Linked DNA regions of Mus musculus: regions 1, 2, 3 and 4 are each linked to region 5. The links are chromatin contacts, called in public Hi-C and promoter capture Hi-C maps. All regions are on one chromosome and are shown on one strand. Each heading gives the region's core, a stretch centred on a gene start, on an enhancer-like site or on the middle of the called end of the contact. The rest is flanking DNA. Distances are from core to core; before and after follow the strand shown.

Region 1 (2,700 bases), core at 167-2,666, 3.5 Mb after region 5:
ATTTGTCAAAAACTGGCCCCCGATTTTCAAGTTTGTTCCTTTTATATATTATTTATTTACTATTAGAAAAAAATGTACTATACTTCATGAACTTTTTTTTTTTTTAAGGGACAGGGTCTTATTCTGTAGACTAGGCTGGCTAGAAAGTCAATATAACCCAAGCTGGTTTTAAAACTTTTTGGAATTCTCTTGCTTCAGCCTTCCAAGTGCTAGGACCACACTACCACCAGGCTCTTTTCGTTTTCTGATTTAAAGATATTTTGATATGCACTTCACTGGAGACAAAAGGCACCATAAATAGTGGAAAGGTAGTCTGTAAGGCTACTGATATAGCTCCATGTTAGAGCACTTGCCTTGCAGGTAAAGAACCCTAAGTTTAATCACAAGAAAAAAATTATATATACTTTTATATTCTATTAAAACATTTAATTGAAATATATAATACAGATATAAGTACATATAAAATATATTTATACACATAAACATATGTTAAGTTATAATACAATATAAAATAAATAATATATACGATATTTTCTATTATATTAAAATATAAATATTTCCTGAGGATTCCCGAGGTATACTTGCAATTTTAATCTCAACACTTGGAAGACAGATGCGGAATGAAACGCTCCTGCCGGACAGAACATTTGAACTAGCCAGGGCTAAATTAGCCAAGATAAAGGCACCGGGAAGAGCTCATAAACGGAATCCGTGAAGGACAACCATTCCCTAACCACCACAGGTAACATCTCAAAACCAAAAAAGTACAAGTGCCGGTAAAGCAGTGGCCTGAACAAAGCTACCACTACCCGTGTGGCCTAACTACACTAGCTGTTACAACGCCAGCAAGCACCCAACCGACACGGCTCTACGCCCACTGCAGGGGGGCGACACGTAGCTTGGAGAGACAAGAATGGAGAACACCTTTCCCAGTTAAACCAAACCTCTCACACGACTACTGGGGACAAGTAGTAACTGATGTGACAACCGTCATCCCCCTGCCGCACAACTTAGTTTAAAGGCATTAAATGCCGCGGGCTTAAAGCTTAAAAACCTGCAGAAAATCTGAAGAGACAGCCGAGGTGCTGCACACCAGTAATCCCAGCACCTAGAACGATTGGAGGCAGGAGGATTGCCGCAAATTCGAGACTAGCCTGGGTTGACTGAAAAAATAAACCGAAAGGAAAAGAAAGCAAAACTGTTATACAAGTCCAAGCCCAAGGACTTAGGCAGGGAGCGGGGGTCGGGCGGCCCTGAGAACTGCCTTCCGGGCCGAAGGAGGAGTCAGCTAGCCCGCCCAGCCGTCGAGAGCCACGCTCGCCCGTCCTGACGAAGGCAGCCGCACTCACCACCGAGTCAGGCCCCCGGCGCCCTGGAAGCAGAGGCGCCTGATTGTTGATCCGCAGCCTTCCCAAAAGCCCCTGCGGCCAGCGGGCCGTTGAGGTGACGTCAGCAGACGCGCACCGCAAGTTGGAACGCGTGGAGGACGGGGTGGGGCTGTGGGCCAGTCGCGCGCGCCTGCGCCTGCGCTCGCGCCTGCGTGCTCGGGCTTTGGAAGCTAAACGTTCGGGCCGCTGGGACTCGGACGAATAAGGCTAGGCTTTCCCGAGCGTCCGTCCTTGCCCCACTGCCTCCGCTGGGCGTTCCGGACTTTGATGCCATGTGTTTTAACCTGCAGTGCACCTTTAATGGCGGCAGCCCTGAGCCGCGCCTCCTAGCTCCCTGTATTTTCCGGCCTCACCCTGCAAGGGTCCTAGACAGGCACTAAGGCAAACGTGGCGTCATAGGTAAGGCGGCTCAGGCTCGTGAGCTGGCCTCGAAACGCCTGAGTAAAGCGGAATGCACGCGTGTGCGTGTACATTAAATATAATTTGGTTTTTTTGTAAGATGGGCTTTAACATTTTTGACAAGTGGGCTCCTCTGGCAGGCCGGCATGGTGGCGCTCACCTCGAATCCTAGAAATTCAAACCCAGTTGGGGCGAGGAGGTAGTTATGCATTTTTAAATTATTATTTTTTTTAAAAAGTGCTCTTGCAGGCGACCCAAATTAAGCGCATCAGGCCATAAATTTAAAAAGTAAGGAAAAGGCTGCGGACTAGTTTGGAGGAAGGCATTGAAGGGTTAACAGTATAATGGGAGAGAGTATGATTAAAGCGCACTATATATCTGTGATGAGATTGTAGAAGAATACGTTTAAAACTGGAAAAATAACCCTGACTTCATTGTTCACTAGCAGTCTGTCTCCCCACCCCCCACCCTCTGCTGCCTTTCCCGTACCGAAAGTGCTGCAAAATCATTAGCATTCAGGGTAGGACTTTCTGATGTCCCCACCCCCACCCCCGCGGCCCTGTTTGGCTTGGATGATTTGTTATGGTTAGTTTTGCAGTTTTTTTATTTGTTTGTTTAAGAAAGGATTTTATTGTAGGGCCCAGACTAGCCGAGGATTTAGCATCCTACCTCAGCCTCCAGTGTGCTGATTAGAAATGTAGGCTACTACCAGTGAGGTTTCTACAGTTTAATTTACTTTAGACTTGAAGGTCTTAACGAATGAATCAGATCTTCTCTCCGGGGGAATTCCATGTTAAATGGGCAAATATTTTAAAAACTTAGAAGTAAAACAGACCGCTAAATTAGGCTGCCAGGGGAATTCCGGGACCCTGAACCGTTTCCCATTTTCTTTCCCGTCATTTCTGCTGCAAGT
Region 2 (2,700 bases), core at 55-2,554, 3.8 Mb after region 5:
GCCTAGGCTACTGTTCAGAACTCAGAATGACCCAGGGATGGAAGACAAGTTCCTGAGGAGAGAGTATTTGGGCATTAACGGAGCCCTAACGTACCTGCATTCTTAGAGCCCAGAGGAGGGTCAGCCGAAGAGGAGACCCTTGATGAAAACTCATGATTTGCTGTTAAAACTGTTAAGAGCATATCCTAGCAGAAGGTGGGACCTAGGGCTGAGGAAGTGGAGGGAGGCTGGTAGTGGTGGAAGGGACTCCATTTCCTGAGAAAAACATGAGCAAACATCATCACCACCAGCCAGTCTTCTGAGACTATGAAGGGTAAATTCTAATTATCATAATGTTCTCTGGAAGAATAAACCCGCTTTATGTACTTAAAAAACAAAGCGTATTGACATTTCCACAATGTTTATGTTACCAATAGTAACATCAAATTGAAATTCAACGATTTCTCATGGAAAATCAGAAATAATCCAGATTGTCAAGATTCGTGCCCCCTGCTTTTCCTTTCGTCTGTGTGACAACAGAGTGGACAGAGATGGGATACAAAATGATCAGAACGAACTAGGGTTCTCCAGCTCTGGGAAGGGTGTGCGGCTAACAAGTAAAACGGAACAGCCCACGATTTTAGCCTCGGGCAATTTCTCTTTCTAAGGAGCAGGACTAAGACGTCTCTGTAAGTAAAGGGTGTAACGCTGTAATTCAAAAAGGCGAATCTTCGCCCGTCCAATACAGGACCGATGCATTTAAAAATCCACAAAAATCTGACAGCCAAGTCGAAGTGCGGGGGTGGGAAGGAGGGGGAAGAGGTCACAAAGTAGGAGACAAAAGTGTAACTTCAGGTCGGGGTGGGGTGGGGTGGGGTGGGGTGAGAACTGCTAAAGCAAATATCCGCACTGAAAATGACTTGCCAGTTTCCATGCCCTTGCCTGCGTGCTCCAGGGGGAGGGCGTGGAAAGGATACAGGTAAGCGCCGGGTCGCGGCCGACCGCCGCCGTCACGGGCGCCCGGCGCGTCTGGGGGTCCGGCGCCCACGCCTGCGCCTGCGCTCTGGGCTCCGGGCCTGCCCGCCAGCATCCTTCACCTCAGCGCCGTCCGCATGGCCGCTCGGCCTCCCTCGTCCTCTCCTCGGCGCTCCGGGCAGTGCGTCTCCCAGGTCTCGCGTCACGGGCGTCGCAGGCTCGGCTGCGGCAATCCTGGCTTCGCAGCGGCCCCGGCGACAGTGGCGACGGCAGCGGCGAGGGCGGCGACCTCGCAGGGCGACGGCGGAGGTGGCGGCCGCGACCCCGCCGCAGCCATCTTGACAACCAACCGACGCCGCGTCCTTCGCGACGGAAACTAGGCGGAACGCGGGGCGGGGCTGCGAGGGGGAAGCGGCCAATGAGGGGCCGGCTCGCTCAAAGGGGCGGCCGAGGCGAGCTGAGGTAAACTGCGGCGAGCCGAGGTTAAACCAAGTTAAATGGAAGCAAGCTAAGGAAAGCAAGCTAAGTACACTGAAGCACACCGAGGTGAGACAAAGTAAGCCAAGGTAAACTGAGGTAAACAGAAGTTGAAATAAACGGAGGCAAGCGGAATTAAACGGGTATGCTGAGATGAGATGAGGTAAACTGAGGCAAGCTGCGCTTAAACTTAATTAAGCAGAGGGAAGCTGAGGTAAACTGAGGTACACCGCGGTGTGATGAGATAACTTGAGGTGAGCTGAGGTTTAACTGAATTACTCAATCAAGCTTAAGCAAACTGAGATTACACCTAATTAAGCAGAGAGAAATTGACACAAGTGGAGGTACACTGAGGTAAGATGATGCAAGCTGAGGTTAAAGCGAGTTACCATTTACGAAGGTAAAATGAGGTAAGCTGAGTTATACTGACTTAACTAAAGTAAACTGAGGTGAATTGAGGTTAAACTGAGATGAAGTAAACTGAGGCAAGTTAGGGCAAGTTGAGTTGGGCAGATGACTCGCAGTTGTGAGAGAGCATAGCTGAACTGTACTTTAGAGCTTGATTCGGCTCTTCCCTTTTCTGAGTGTTTTCTTGAGAGTATTAACAGATGAAAGACAGTGAATGGAAAATTCCTAGATACGGGCAAATATTACAGACAGCCTGGAAATGATTATTTGGGGCATAATTTGTTAGGTATGGAATCCTGTGGTGAACTTTTAGATGGTGAGACCTTTCCCATTATCACTCTTTTCAAAACTACTTTCCCTTGTAGAGGTGAAAGGAAGAGGAGGAGGAAGAGGAAGAGGAGGGAGAAGAGGAGAAAAAGAAAGATAAAAAAGCTTTGCAAAGTGGAAATTTTCTTTCCTCACTTGCTCTCATCCATTTCTTGATACTTAGGTCATTTTCTCTCTGCTGTCCCACTTCAAAAGATCGTTATGGTCCTTGATTGGCTGCCAGAATCTGCAAATGGACCATCACAGCAAAAATGGCCTGAAAAGAAGTCCAGATTTAGCTTAATAATCTCCTGGGAAGGTATGCCAAAAGAGATCTGTGTATTGAAATGGCTTCTGTATAGAAAATTAAACAGTTTTGAGCCACTAGGTTAATGGCTATATAAATGAAAATCTGGACCAAAACTGGGCCTTTTTGTTGGAGCCCAGTGTAAAATCACAAAATTTGACTGGATGTTAGATTTACATTTTATTTTTGTGTATAAAAATTTCCAAATTGCTAGCAGAATGTACAAACCAAATAAAGATCACTCACCC
Region 3 (2,700 bases), core at 54-2,553, 3.5 Mb after region 5:
ATTCTTGAAACATTTCTTCTTGGGAAGTCAAAGGTAATGCCAGCAACTGACCTGGTGTCTGTTGAAGGCCCCTGGTCTCAGGCCACTTTCATGAGGCACTTATTTCACTGTTGAGATCCCTGTTCTTCTAGCTCAGTCGCTTCTCCAATACCCCGCCTCTTTAAATCACCACACTGAGCACTGGGTTCCAAAAACTGGAGTCAGGGCAAGCATTCATTCTGAATACAGAATGATCCTTCCTAGTCCATGCCTGGAAGCACTTGGCTAGATTCTTCAGAAATAGAACCATCAAATCCTAAACACACAGCTGTTTTTTAAAGCCCGTGGTAGATGCTGGTATTTTCAGGTTGGCTGGTTGCAGTTTCATATGTCTTGTAAATGTAGAGAAAACGGGCCTAATTAATCCATGATCATCACACATCTATAACAAAGAAGCTTTGTGGAAGTCGAAAAGTATTTTTCATAACAAAGTTTTAGGCTTATCTTTGAAATGCCCTGGATCAGGTGTTAGAGAGCTGCAATACCCTGTGGAAGCTGTGTCCATCTTCCACGTTAGTTGAGTGATGTGTACTAGACACATAATTTTAGAATTCTGAGTGGAATCAAAATGCAGCATTGGCCCTAGGGCTTACGAGGGATTTTGCCAAAAAACTAGACTACAACAGGCTGTTTTTGAGTCGGGACAGCGAACTCTAGAAGACAGGGATCTAGGTTATAGGTGCTAAGTTTCCAACTGGTCTGCAAACTGCACCGCCCACTCTACATGTTTTTCCAGTTGTAGAAAAAAGGAGGCACAAGTGGAGTACCAAGATCATGACGGTTACTTTGAAACTTTTTTGAGTCTGACTTTCCTTCACTCCTCTGAGAGGCTGCAATCATCCAGTCTGTGACTCCCTCTCTTACTCCGCGCCGCAACCATGCCAATCCCACCCGAAAACTTCTAAATAAAGCCTGTCTTCAGGAAGTCCTGGTAGACGACTACCCCTTGAAAGTCAGAGATAGAGCCACAGCTGTCGTAGCACTTAGTCCGGACCACGCCACTCCCAAAACCACGACCTCATCCGCCTCCGAGAGCCCCGCCTCTTATCCGCTCCTCAGTACTGTTCAGAGAGCCACGCCCCTCCCGTCTGAGGCCTGTCCCCCTTGCCCCGCCTCTGTAAGCCACGCCCTCTCCCGGCTCTCCTCTTTTCTCAGAGCCACTCCCTCTCTTGGCCCTGCAGCTCTTCCCCGCCCTGCCTCCTGTGGGCCACGCCCCTCCTGACTTTGCCGACCACGCCCTGGCCCCGCCCCAGGCCGCCTGGCCTATCCCTATTTGGTCACTGGGGGGACTGGCGGCGGCGTCTGCAGGGGAGCGGTAAGGGCGGAAGGGGACGCGGAGCGGTCGCGTGCGCGGAGAGCAGCTCTGGGCGCCGGGCGGTTGCTGCGGGCGCTCAGGGGCCCTGGGAACAATGGCGCTGTGCGCGCGGGCCGCGCTGCTGCTGGGCGTGCTGCAGGTGCTGGCGCTGCTAGGGGCGGCGCAGGACCCGACCGACGCTCAGGGTAAGTTGGCAGGCGCAGAGGAAGCGCACTGCGGCGGCCTGCCTCTCCATGTTCGGCGTCCGCGTGGAAAGTTCCACGCGTCCACGGTAGACTCCCACCCCAACCTCATTTCCCTCTTCGCCCGCGGGCCACCTGCGGAGCGAGACTCCGTCTCTCCCCTGCTTGGGGACGGCAAGCCGGCGTGGTGTGCAGAACTTGCTGAGTTTCCCTGGGATGGCCCTTCAGCCGAAGACTCAAGTTGGTCCTCTTCACTGTAGTTCTGTGGCTGGTAGCAAGACCTGTAGATTGAAATTTGTTCGCTAACTGCCGCAAAAACAGGTCTGATTGTCTACCCACACAGCTTCCTGCTGAAGGTACTCCCAGAATTCAAGTTGGATTCCAGGGCCAGTTCGGCTGAGTGGGAACCTTGGGTGTACGCGCCTTGTTCCCCTGCGCAGATGAGGCTTGTGCTCGGACTGTAGTCACTACTGCTGCATACGCAGCAGCCTTGAGGTCCCTGTGGTCCAGAGCCTACGACGTCATCATTAAGGTCATAACAAGATGATGTTGACAGCCTTCTGTGTTGGGGATTTTGTTTCTCTTCGAAACCTTGACGTTTTGAACACTTTGAGAAGAACTCTGAGTTTGTGAAAATTCTATTGTCCCTTGTCATCTACTAGAGTCCAGTCGCTAGGGAAATAGTAAACTAGGATAAGAAACTTTAAATGACCAAAGTCTTTGTGATTTTCAGCTCAGTCATCTGTTGTGTTTTTCAGTCTCATCTATGAAGGGATAACCAGTGAGTTTACTTAAGCAGATGATTTAGGCCCAACACCTGCTTTGGCTGGAATAATCTGGGTGAATTAAACAACCCTATTTCTGTTGTGCTGAATTTCACTGTGTTTTGTAGAGTCAGGATCTCTTGTATCCATGAAGCCCTAACTGGCTTTGAACTCCCTATGTGGCTGAAGATAACCTTGAACTTCTGATATGCCTAACTCTACTTCGGGGATTACAGGGCTTCTTCACTTCGATTGGTTATGTTTTATGTTTGCTCTTTTGACTTGTACCAGTGACAAACTGGAATTGCAGGACTACTTCTGAGATCAGTTAAGGAAAGAATGTTGAGACTCTGTCTTAGAGCAAATATTAGACTGCTTATGGGAGGAGGCCTTTATCCTA
Region 4 (2,785 bases), core at 76-2,575, 3.7 Mb after region 5:
AAAGAAATCTACCAGGACCTATCGGAATGTTAATACTTTGAAACGGTTTCACTTCTGTGCTGGATCCAGTTGGGAAAATAACCAGGCGTCGTGGATACGGATAAGCAGCCATGTTCACATCCGCAGTCAGTTAAAGAGCAATGGCGAGCTTGGAATTAGTCATTGCTTCCCAAACATTACCTTTAATCACAGTTGAGCCGGGCAGAACTCGGCCTATGAGTCAACCTGCAACGCGCTATCAAAGGCCGGCGCAGAAACCTCTGCACCGTGAGCGCAGCCGAGCTCCTGCGCAACACACAGACGTGGCTCATTTAAAAGCTTTCGGGCCGAACAGTAAATAATAGGTTACGATTTAGGAAAAGGACACGTGAGCCCACCGAGTGTGAAAGGATCCCGCCCGCGCGAGTTCCAGGGCACGGCGGAGGCGAGTGGGGGGTCGAGGGAGCTTCGCTCGGGCTGGGGAGCCCGAACCCTGCATCCGGAGAGCGCCTGGGCCGCGAGAACAGAAAAGCTTTCGGGAGAGGGAGGGGGAGGGGACCGGGAGAAGGAACCAGAAACTCAATGGACCAGTTCAACCCCCACCCCTCACCGGCACGCGAAAACAAGAGGGCAGTTAACACAGCTCCACCGGAGACTGCAGTGGCGCGGGAAGGGGAGATCGGGTACCCCCGGCTGGGGTCCCGCACAAGACGCCGGCCCCCTCCCCCTCCTCCCCTCCCCCTCGTCAGAGCGAAGGTGCGGAGCGGAGGCGCGCGCATTGTGCACCCCCCCTGCGGCCAACTCCGCGAAAACAACCCCCAGCACCGCACCCCCACGCGGCCCCGCGCCCCCGGGATACCCTTACCTGTCGCGAGTGGGACTTGGGCTCAGGCGGCTTGAAGAAGGAGTCGGGCAGCTTGCGAAGCCGCATGGGCACGGTCTGAGGCACGTTGGCCGTCTTGGGGTTCATGACGGCATTGAAGAGCGCCTCCAAGTCGGTCTCCGAGTCCCCGCGGACGTGCACGACCTGGTGGCCGGCCGGGGGTGCGGGCGGGGCCGCGGGGGTCCCGGCCGGAGACACGGACGGCGGCGCGGGGCCTTGCGGGGCCGGCTGGGGCGGCGGCTGTTGCGCGGGCTCCATGGCTGCGGCCTCGTTCGACGCTCGGGGCACTGCGCTCAGGTTCGGGGGGCTGCGACGCGCGCCCGCATCGCCCTGCACTCCTTGCCCGAGGCCGCCTCCCCTCTCCTCCCCTCCCCTCCGCGAGCTCCTTCCTTCCTCCCTTTCTTTGCCCCCGGCCGCGGCGGCGTCCCAACTGAGACAGAAACTTTGGCTCCAGACGCCCAAACTAAAAAGTTGCGAGGAGCGCCCGCCCGCGCGCCTCGCGGGCTCCGCCTCCTCGACGCTCTTCCTTCCTCTGCGCGCCCGCCCGCACCGAATCCGCGGCCCGCGGCCCCCGGGGAAACTTTCCCTGCGCGTCGCTACATTCCTGCAGACTCCCGGCCGCACGTGACCCGGGGGCGACCGCGCTGCGTGCGCACCCACCGGCCGGCCCCGAGCCGCTCGGCTGCGGGCGCAGATCCTGCCGGACCCGCGCGCAACGCCAAGGCCGCGAGGAATCGGGACAACCGGCTTGGTAGGGTGGATGCAAAGGCCACACTGTTCACCCGCACTAAGGTTAATCCGGTCCGCGTTTTAACATTGATTCCATTTACCACCAAGTTTGAAGAAGAAACAACAAAACACTTGAGGGCGGGTGCAAATGATTTCAAAGTGAAGCTTGGAAACCAGGAGTTGCACTGGGAGTACCTTACAAAAGGAAACAGTATTACTTTTTAAATTTTGTTTTAAACAGGCTTTACTCTGTAGTCAAGGATATCCTCCAACTCTTTGTGCCACAGCTTCCACAGACAGCTAGGATTCCAAGCCAGGGCCTCTGCTAGCCCGGTTTTTGTAGGTTCATAGGTTCGTCCTTTTTCTTTTCTTTTTTCTTTTTTTTCTTTTCTTTCTTCCTTCCTTCCGCTCCCCCTTTCTCCCTCTCCTTCCTTTTTCTTCCTTTTTGTGTTTCTAATTATGTACAAGTGAGCACAGGTGAAGGTCAGAGGACCATTTGTGGGATCTGTTTTCTTCTTGGTTGTGGGTCCCAGAAATCGAGCTCAGGTACCCTGAACCATCCATCTCATGTTGACTACCCTATTTTGCTGTTTTGAGTCAGGTTCCTATGTAGCTAAGGCTTTCCTCCAATTCACTACATAACTGAGGCTAGCTTAAAATTTCTGCTCCCCCTACCTCAGCCTATAAAGGGCTCAAATAACAAATGTGGGGCACCTTGCTCAGCAAACTTTTTTTTTTTTTAAGTGAAAAGTCAATTTTTTAACACCAAAACTTGACATTTCTTTGGGAACTTCAACTCAAAACATAAGTCACTGTTTAACCTCATGGAGCATTGTGGGTTTTCCTCTTGTGTTTAGTACAAGGGTAAACAATGCAGGGTAGACTAAGAAATGAACCTCAATGGAGATTACCTTAGCCCCTGATTCTCTGTGTGTCAGTCTTTTATCTATCAGGAGCCTATCTGGAATCACTCCAAAAATGATAAAAATCTGTTCGTGTTTTTTAAGTTAATTATTTTGTATTGGGTGTTTTGCCTGAGTTTATGTCTTTGCCTTGGTTCCACAGAGGTCCAAAAGATGGTATTAGATTCCATGGAATTGGAGTACAACTGGTTGTGAACAGCCACGTGGGTACAGGGATTCGAACCTGAGCCTTCTTAGGAACCAGTACTTTTAGTGACCGGCCCTCTCCTCA
Region 5 (2,700 bases), core at 84-2,583:
CATGTGGACTATTCACAAAAATAAGCCTGACTCCTCTACAGTAGCAGTTACTTTAGAACAAGCCTTCAACAATACCATTAAGTCCTTTCATTGGAGCTGTGCTTCAAAAAGGCTTCTTAAAAATTCATGCTGAAGCTTAATTGCCAATACAAGAGCACTGCAAGGCCATAGCGGGTACCACCTTCATTAATAAACTTATTATCCCAGTCCTCAAGGGTTTCCTTGAACTCAGAACAATGAGCTTAAAGAAGCTCATCTTTGTAATTCAGCCTCGCTTATTTTGTAACAAGAAAAAAACAAAAATACTTAGAAAAATGATGATACCTAAAGAAAATGTAGCTAACAATTTAAAGGGGTTAAAAGGTACAGTAATATAGAATCTACTGTCTCTATAGATAAAAGTTAAAGGAAATGCATCCTTTTTGGTTAAATGTTTTATCAGTAAATTAAGTACTGCCAGTAAACTTACAACTGCCTAATAGTTAAGATCTGAGACATAAAACACTTAATATGTCATAAAAGTGAACCATCACCTGGAAAACTAGTCTTCATGATATCAATGCCAACCTGTACCTCAGGTTCTGCAGCAAGAACTGCATAGTCCCCTTGGTGAGAGATGTTAAAGTTGAAATTGGGATATGGATTCAACGAGTCTTTCGCAAGAACCGGCTTTCCCTTTGAAGTTCTCTGCAGACGGATATGATCCCAAGGGATATTCAATTTCTCTGCAACTAATTTCCTTATCATCAAACGACCAGCCTGTTCAGACATAAAACACACGGTGTGTATTGCTATCTACTAATCGCATAAGTACACTGCTTAGAAAGTATATTTATGGCTTCTAAGTTTCAAAGTATAAACACATTCATTAGTAAACAGACGATTACTCCATAGGCCCCGCCTCCAATTTTAGGGTAAGGGTCTCCACAGGCAACCTCACAAGGGAAGACTAGATGTGAGTGACCCAGGCCTCCGGGATACGAAGGCTGAAGACGGTCGCACGCACTCCGGAGGCTCCGAGACCGCAACGCCACGAGCGCACGTGGGAGTCCGCAGCCCGGCCCGCCTCCCAAAAGTCGCAGGCCTCAAGTACCAAGGCTGCCTTGGCGTCGCGGGCAAACACGAACTTGCCGATGCGCTCCTTCTCCTCCGGCTGGATAGACCGCATCGCCAGAAGCCATTCGGCTCGACTTGGCAGCCAGGTACCGCAGGAGAATGCCCAACGAACGCCCTCCATGGATGGCACCACGCACAGCCTCTTAGCGGGGAACACCATACGACCGGCTCGGTCCGCTGATCCTCAAGCCAGGTAGAGCAGACGCTGACGTAGCCACGCCCCGTCGCTCCGGAGTCTGCGCAAAGGGGCAGCACCTCGCAACAGACGTTACCAGGCTCCACCCCTTTTCAGGCGTCTGTGCGAAGTAGCTGGACGCCCGGCTTAGAAGTTTCACAGACCCCCCCACCCCCACCTTTAGTTCAGGGTTGAGCGTGGGGGCGTGGCCTGACGCAGCTTCGCCCCCAACCTGTACGTCTCCTACGGAAGCCGGCAGGGCGGTTTGGGGCGGAGATTCAGAGTCAACCCAGAGCTCTGCGGCACGGCGTGACGTCTTGTGAGCTTAGCTCGCTCTCCTCGGAAAGGGCGGGACCAGAGTTTCTCAGAACCGTTTTAGCTGCTCACTCTGGAGAAAGAGCTAACGAGACAGTCGCACAAGCCAATCGCAGCCGGAGTTTACAGGCTGGGCCTGGGTGGAGACTTCACCGACTGCAGTTGCAGGTGGGTGAGCTGTGCGGTTTGAGGGAGGAGTGGGCTTGGACCGGCTTGGACCGGCTTGAATCTGGCTGTTGGAGGCAAGGCTCCTACTACTCTCGGTTGTGGTGCATCTCGTGAGCGCTCCGGAAAGGAAAGGTCCGCAGCGAGGAGCCTTCTGCACAGGGAGTTCTATATGGCAGCCGGCAGGGAGGTGACCCTTCCCTTCGTTTGCCAATGGGCCCTCCGCAGACCTCCCTGTCTACCCCGGGCCAACCGAGAACAGAATCGGTGGTGCAAGCCCTCTAAGCTTTGCTGTGCCCCTCAAGGGTTCTGCGCACCTTGATGCCTCATGCTGTTCTTCCTGCCGTCACACCAGTGCATTTCTGTTTCCTTGGTTGCTTGTGTAGATGGATGTCGGTGCTCTTCTGTGAACATCCATTTGAACAAAGTCGAGGACGAGTTAGGGTCCATGGAAAAGTTGGTCTCTGCAGATGAATGTGGATTTCGTGGATGATGGTAGATAGGTGTCATGCTGATTCAACCTTTCTAAGGTGGCCAGAAAGTATCTGGGAAAGCTAGCAATAATCTAATCTACACAACCACTGTCCATTAGTTCTGTATTCCTAGAGATGGGTATAGTCTGATCTGTACTTATTCCCATTAACATTTTTTGTGATATTACACACCCCTCGAGTCTTCTGCAGCTACATGGCAGTTTGAGTCACTCACACACAGACATTGCTATCTTGATATAACCCCTTATCTGTTAAAAGAGTGAGTGAGGTGCTATTTAAGATGTGAATATTGCAAAGACCTCATAATGTGACAAGGTATCTGAAGCACACAGAAAAAGCTACAGTAAGCAATGTGGGGATGAATAAAGACAGCAAGCACTAATACCCTTATCAGTAATTATAATAATTCAAGTTCTGTTTTTCATCCTATGTAGC

Evidence for each region. Promoter capture Hi-C pulls out the DNA fragments that hold promoters and counts their contacts. A called contact is a pair of places that touch in the nucleus more often than the background predicts.
Region 1: a promoter capture Hi-C map of the HPC-7 cell line shows a contact between it and region 5. The contact joins the promoter of Birc2 here to the promoter of Aasdhppt in region 5. A contact is called at or near these places in 4 of 39 promoter capture datasets (the HPC-7 cell line, erythroid cells, pre-B cells and 1 more).
Region 2: a promoter capture Hi-C map of pre-B cells shows a contact between it and region 5. The contact joins the promoter of Cep126 here to the promoter of Aasdhppt in region 5. A contact is called at or near these places in 2 of 39 promoter capture datasets (embryonic stem cells and pre-B cells).
Region 3: a promoter capture Hi-C map of pre-B cells shows a contact between it and region 5. The contact joins the promoter of Tmem123 here to the promoter of Aasdhppt in region 5.
Region 4: a Hi-C map of pre-B cells shows a contact between it and region 5, with 5 times the contacts expected there. The contact joins the promoter of Yap1 here to the promoter of Aasdhppt in region 5. A contact is called at or near these places in 3 of 39 promoter capture datasets (cranial neural crest, maxillary cranial neural crest and pre-B cells) and 1 of 484 Hi-C or Micro-C datasets (pre-B cells).

What each region holds. Positions count from the first base shown.
Region 1 is chr9:7,835,641-7,838,340 of GRCm38.p6, forward strand. Birc2 (baculoviral IAP repeat-containing 2) reads right to left here and starts at 1,417. Exons shown (of 8, transcript NM_007465.3): 1 at 1,350-1,417.
Region 2 is chr9:8,133,142-8,135,841 of GRCm38.p6, forward strand. Cep126 (centrosomal protein 126) reads right to left here and starts at 1,305. Exons shown (of 11, transcript NM_001045524.2): 1 at 957-1,305. The coding sequence starts at 1,069.
Region 3 is chr9:7,762,774-7,765,473 of GRCm38.p6, forward strand. Tmem123 (transmembrane protein 123) reads left to right here and starts at 1,304. Exons shown (of 5, transcript NM_133739.2): 1 at 1,304-1,539. The coding sequence starts at 1,449.
Region 4 is chr9:8,003,271-8,006,055 of GRCm38.p6, forward strand. It overlaps Yap1 (yes-associated protein 1), which reads right to left and starts at 1,326. Exons shown (of 9, transcript NM_001171147.1): 1 at 845-1,326. The coding sequence starts at 1,120.
Region 5 is chr9:4,308,161-4,310,860 of GRCm38.p6, forward strand. Aasdhppt (aminoadipate-semialdehyde dehydrogenase-phosphopantetheinyl transferase) reads right to left here and starts at 1,334. Exons shown (of 6, transcript NM_026276.3): 1 at 1,094-1,334; 2 at 534-759. The coding sequence starts at 1,276. Kbtbd3 (kelch repeat and BTB (POZ) domain containing 3) reads left to right here and starts at 1,583. Exons shown (of 3, transcript NM_001164574.1): 1 at 1,583-1,774.